Regions from separate parts of the Oryctolagus cuniculus genome. Here region 1 is linked to region 2. The links are chromatin contacts, called in public Hi-C maps. All regions are on one chromosome and are shown on one strand. Each heading gives the region's core, a stretch centred on a gene start, on an enhancer-like site or on the middle of the called end of the contact. The rest is flanking DNA. Distances are from core to core; before and after follow the strand shown.

Region 1 (2,700 bases), core at 19-2,518, 260 kb before region 2:
TTATGAAGAGTCCAAAATGGTCACGCTGTTACTAGAAGTTCTGCCACTTTTTCTTTTTAAGTGTAAAGTGAAAAGAGTTCTTGACTGTCTGGTGGCATCAGAGAGCTCAGTTCGTGTCCTTCTAGGTTACTAACTGGCCACTTTCTGTAGCAAGTTAGTTACCCTCTCCTGATCAATCTCTACTTTAAGGATGTATTTCTTAAGCTTTTCTTAAAAAAAAACAAAAACTCTCACTTTCAACATTCTAACAGGAGAATGCAAGAATCACTTTAGCTCCGGGGGAAAAAAAAATCTTGTTAGGAGATGTTTAATAAAGCCAGAGTTTAACAGGTCAGCAAAGCATGTTGAGAAGCTCATTAGACAAGAACTCACCCATAGCCGCCCCCCAAGTTGCAGAATGATATAAATTCCTCATCTGAGGCGGGGGCGGGGAGGCTGAGGTATAAAGAGGGTGAATGTTCTGGGCTGTCCCACTTTCTTCCTAGAGCTTTTACAAGATTCAAATGAGACAGCTGCTGGATGTGGAAATACCTTACTTTCACGTGTTACTGTGCAGACTTGAAGGTATTGCCACTAGGCCTGCAATTTCCTGTTATTCCTAAAAGTTTGCTTCTAGGAATTGCTGGTTTTTTTTTTTTTTTTCAACTTAGCCAAATTTACTTGAAGGCAAACAAATTCTTTAGGTTCTGCTATAATTGTCTCAAGTTCATGGCATTAGTCTTGTACCTGTAGATGTCGTTTTGACTCATCTGAAATCCCACTTCCAGTTGTTTTATAACCCTACCTCCAGTTTTCCTACGGTAAACAAAAGTATATCTATTTACATGGTTTTCTCCTGTTTTTATAAACTTGTGCTCATCAGATGCTGGGGAAGTCTCTAGAGACAACTTGTTTATAATAAGCAACCAAATAAACACTCACAGGAAGCTCTTTTCCTAAGGACCCGAGTTTTACCTGATCAAGGCAGAAGGTTAATCAAACTAGTCATATTACACCTAACAGATATGAATATTTTTTACCCAAGAATAAGAAGAAAGAAAACCAAGGAAATAAGCATTAAATATGGCTTTGATTCGCTTGGTTGTACATGAGGGAAAATACCTTTAAGTCCTACAGTACAGCTGTGTAGCCCTGAGGCAAAGGATTTGATTATAATTTTTCATCTTAATGTTAGTACTGAAACTACAAAATTAGGCAACAGAAGTTGATCTAGCTAAGCACTGAACACTGGGACCTTGAGAGGTTACTTTGCTTGCATATTTCTAAGGAATGCAATTCCCCTCACTTTTTAAATCTTAAGCAGAGACTTTAATTTCTTCAGTTTCTCCTATATTAAAAAAAACAACAACAACAACTGAGGCAGATTGTAGATAGACGGATGAGCAAGGGGACAAGAACCACCTTCCTGCTAACTGTCCTGTGATACTCCCTGTGGGCTGTACTTCCACCTTCTCTTTTCACTGATTAGGAGCCACATTGGAGGTTCAGCTCACTTCCCTATGTTTATGACTCATTTACCCACCTTTTTCAAGTGTTCATTCCAATCCTAGCTCTATGTAAGAGACACACATATATCTCAGGAAACAAATCGAAATTGGCTTTTCATACTAAACTATCAGCCACACTCTTAGGAGCCACAGTAGCTTCCCTCCCTAGTGTCCAAAAGACAACAGCTTGGCTGCTTTTCAGTGACTGCTTGCATTCTCTATGTACTGTGTCAAGCTTTCTGAAACTGCAAGTGAACTGTATTTGCTTTGCTAGCCTTTCAAAAGCATTTAAATGATTCACAGGGTTTAGTAACTGATTTTATTTGATAAAGTTAAAAATAGGTGTTTCCTTAGTTTCCTTGGAACAGAAGACTGGCCTCACTGCTTTAATGCCAGAGACTTCAGAAGCTATAATCTTAAAATTACAATGTCAATATAAGGAATGTGACGAAAGAGACTTGCAAAAGCAAGCCAAAGAAGACTGTAATTGTGGATAAGTTTCCCTTTTGAATCTTTCAACAATTCTAAATGACTGACTCCAGTTCTTATCACCAATTTACAATTGCATGGATTTTGGAATTAAATTTCAGTATCCAAAACTAAGAGCTAAATTAGCAATATTACTTACACAATTTCTCACAAAGGCATATGAGTTCTTGACTAATAATGATTGACTTCTTAGTTGAGCCAGTTTCAGTTTTCAAGTTAAGCTTGCTTAATATCTGCTACACATTACTGACATTACACAGAACAGACAGTATTTTTTTATAAGTTAAATTGTGGTTGATTTGTAAACCACAAATATAGCTCTTAAAATTTCCTGCTTCTCAAGATCCTCCAATAATTTCAAAGGCTTTGTCATAAATGACCCTGAATTTTAGGGCCAGGTCAATCACTTTGGCTCAAGAGATGAATTAAGGTTTGGATGCCTCTGTAGATGCTGGAGAAAAACATTTCACCTGTGGCTGCAGGGATTGATGTCTGCCTCCAGTACAAACACTGAGGAAGTACATGCACTTGCTGCCCTTCCTGCTGTAATTTCTCAGTTCCTTAAAGTGAATGTTCTTTAAACACCAGCCCCTCACATTGCCATTTACAGTTCTCTGAAACACATGGCAGAGGCCAGGACACTGCGGCCCCAGCAGCAGCACAGCAGTTTCTTCCCAAGTCTCACTTCACGCAGGGTTGCCATTACAGACAAATTTATGTGGCT
Region 2 (2,700 bases), core at 97-2,596:
CAAAAATGTCTCCAGCTATTGCTAAATGTCCCTTGGGGGGACAGAAGTCCTCCACTTGAGAACCATTGCTCCACAACACTGACTCACACCGTGACACTGCCCAGTAGAAATATGGAGCTAACTACATGCGTAATTTAAGTGATTTTAGCAGCTGTATTAAAAACAAGGTAAAACTTATCTTAATATAGTTAACTTAACATATCCAAAATAATATTTCAATGCATAGTCAATATAAAAATCATTTTTATTATTTTATATTAGTTCCTCAATTTCTTGGAATCCAGTATATCTTTACACTTTTAGTATATTTCAATTCAGGAGCTACCTTTTGAGCACCTAGCGACTGCTATAGTAGATAGAAAAAGGTTAGTAGGCATCAGAATCACCTTGGGTAAAAGTTTGTTAAAATATAGATTGATGGCGCTCCCTTTGGCCCTCTAGTTTCCCAACTTCTGATCCAGGGCGTCTGGGGTAAAGCCTATGAATTTACATTTCTACCAAGTTTTCAGGGACAGGATAACTACTGGTCTGGTGACAACACTGAGAGCTACTGATGAAGAGAAACCTTGTGCCTTGTCATTAAAGCTGTGGTTTGTGTAACAGCAGCAGCAGCACCTTGGGTCCTGGAAGACATGCAGTATCCCAGGCCCTATTGCAGAAATCCGAATTCTGCATTTCCTGCCTGGACTCTGCATTTTTACAAGAACTCTGAGTGATCTGCACGTACATCCAAGTTAGAATCTAAGACTTCCTAAAGAAGACCTTCCATCAGTCTCTGTGACAGTGGTCTGTTTGTTTTCTTCTTAGGACTTTCCTCAGTTCTTTTTCTCTGTTTCTCCCATGACACTTAAGAATGTAGGATCTTGTGTTTTTGTTTGCTTTTTTCTTTTCTGTTAACTTTTCTCTACAGAGGGCCCCGGGCAATGCTTTCACTTACAGGCACTTAAATATCTAAGGAATTAATGCTACTACAACAGGAGAGAAGATTGAGGACAATAATTACACAGATGCTTCACCTCCAGAGGTTTAAATAAAAATGTGTTTGGAGATGAGTTGACTGTGAGGAGTCAGGAGCTGACTGTGTGACGCCTGCTGGCTGGGAAGGGTGATGGGTGCTTTCTGTGAACTTCTCCTGTTCAGGCGGTGTGGGTGACTCATTTTGAAAGAATTGCCTCGCAGGGAGCTTATTCGCGACCTGTGTGTCAGATTCCTCTTCTTGGCAAGGTGGAGCCCCATACTGTTTCCTTTAGAGGAGTGGAAATGCTCTGCTTGTTTGTGATGTCATCAGCACCCAGGAGGTGCTCTTGGGCTGGCCCTGCTTCGAGCTCCCAGTGCTGGTGAAGTGCTGGTGACCTCCTGTCTTCTTCGCACTTCTGTAGCCACTTGGCACTCGAAAGTCATCCTGTTCAGACTGACTCAGACGCAAATAACAAAAGACCATTACAGGGTGGGAACTTGGTTTCCGAAGGGAATTACTGATGTTACAAATCTTGGCTGAAACAGCTTTTTTTTCACATGTAAAAATAGTCTTTGGGCTCTTGGATCAGTTTCATTTTTTTCTTAAGCTTTTAATGATGGAAAAATAGTTTTTCCATATTTCTTTTGGGAAAAGACAGTACTTTTTTTTAATCCCTTCTGTTGAGATTTAGTTTTAACTAAGTGTGAATTGACCAAAGGATTTGTGAATTCTGTAAATCTTCACGTGCACAAACAACTTGAATGTAGACAGAAAGAAGTAATTCAGGGGACAACAAATGTAAAAAAAATAATAAAAAGCAGAAACGAACAACATTTCACAATATTCTTTGCAACCGCCTTCTTTGCCCTTTCTCTTACTAATTTCCCTTCCCCTCATGACAGCCTTTTGAAAAAAAATTGAGATTATGTAAAAGTGAAATGTTTATTCTGTGTTTTATAGGCAGATTTAAATAGGAAACTATGTTTTTGATCAAATCAGTGACCTCGATTATTGTAGAACCATGATTGTGAAGGGGTAGAAGCAGGAGGAGGACACGTGTGACACAGGTGGCTGAGATAGCATCCCACTTTTGTTAATCTCACTGTCCTACAGGTGTGCTACAAAAGTTTGTAGCCGAAGAGTATAATTTTAAGATAATGTAATTCTGTATTTTCATTTTCAAGCTATTTCTCTCTTAGGCCTGAAAGACAATCAATGAAGGAAGATTGGTATCACAAAACCACAGGCACATAGTAAGTAAATGCTTCATAGGTGGGACTTCCCTGTAATTATGATGAAAATTACTACTTAATCCATGAAAAATATGTCAGGAAATGAGATGTGCACAGATTTGGAAATAGGCCATTGCTCCAGATGTTGTCATAGTTTAGTAGACTACTTGTGTTTATGAGGCTTCTAAAGAAACTTGCTGGATGCATCTCTTGAAATTATAAGATGAGGAATTTTGCTCCAATGTGTTTTGCTATGGCAACCATAGTTTAGTAATTCAAGTGAGGAAACACCTTGCTCTGATATTGGGTAACTCACTCCCTGGCTAGCCTACATCTATCTCTACTTTCCTGGTACCTAATCAGTGGCCAGTGATGGGGTAGCTTCAATAGTGGGGTGTTGTGTGAAGTAAGGGCCCGTGGTTAGATAGGGGAAATAGAAAATGAAAATAAAGGGAAGATTAACTATCACAAAATAGGAAAATCTAGCACAGTAGTTAGAAAGCGTAAGAA

What was found. Hi-C and Micro-C count contacts between places; a contact is called where the count stands out from the background.
Region 1: a contact with region 2 is called in a Hi-C map of embryonic fibroblasts, with 4 times the contacts expected there. The contact joins two enhancer-like sites. A contact is called at or near these places in 4 of 6 Hi-C or Micro-C datasets (ear pinna, embryonic fibroblasts, skin fibroblasts and 1 more).

What each region holds. Positions count from the first base shown.
Region 1 is chr14:65,923,884-65,926,583 of mOryCun1.1, reverse strand. The region is part of intron 2 of PTGER4 (prostaglandin E receptor 4); the gene reads right to left. Among named protein-coding and RNA genes, the nearest start is that of PTGER4, 4.7 kb to the right of the region's middle. Within about 2 kb of position 1,268, at least 1 of the 8 cell types and tissues checked has an H3K27ac peak or open chromatin away from gene starts, as enhancers often do. A contact at or near this core is called in ear pinna, where this site is marked.
Region 2 is chr14:65,662,812-65,665,511 of mOryCun1.1, reverse strand. All of the region lies in intron 2 of LOC103349612 (a long non-coding RNA gene), which reads left to right. Among named protein-coding and RNA genes, the nearest start is that of PTGER4, 260 kb to the left of the region's middle. Within about 2 kb of position 1,346, at least 4 of the 8 cell types and tissues checked have an H3K27ac peak or open chromatin away from gene starts, as enhancers often do. A contact at or near this core is called in ear pinna, where this site is marked.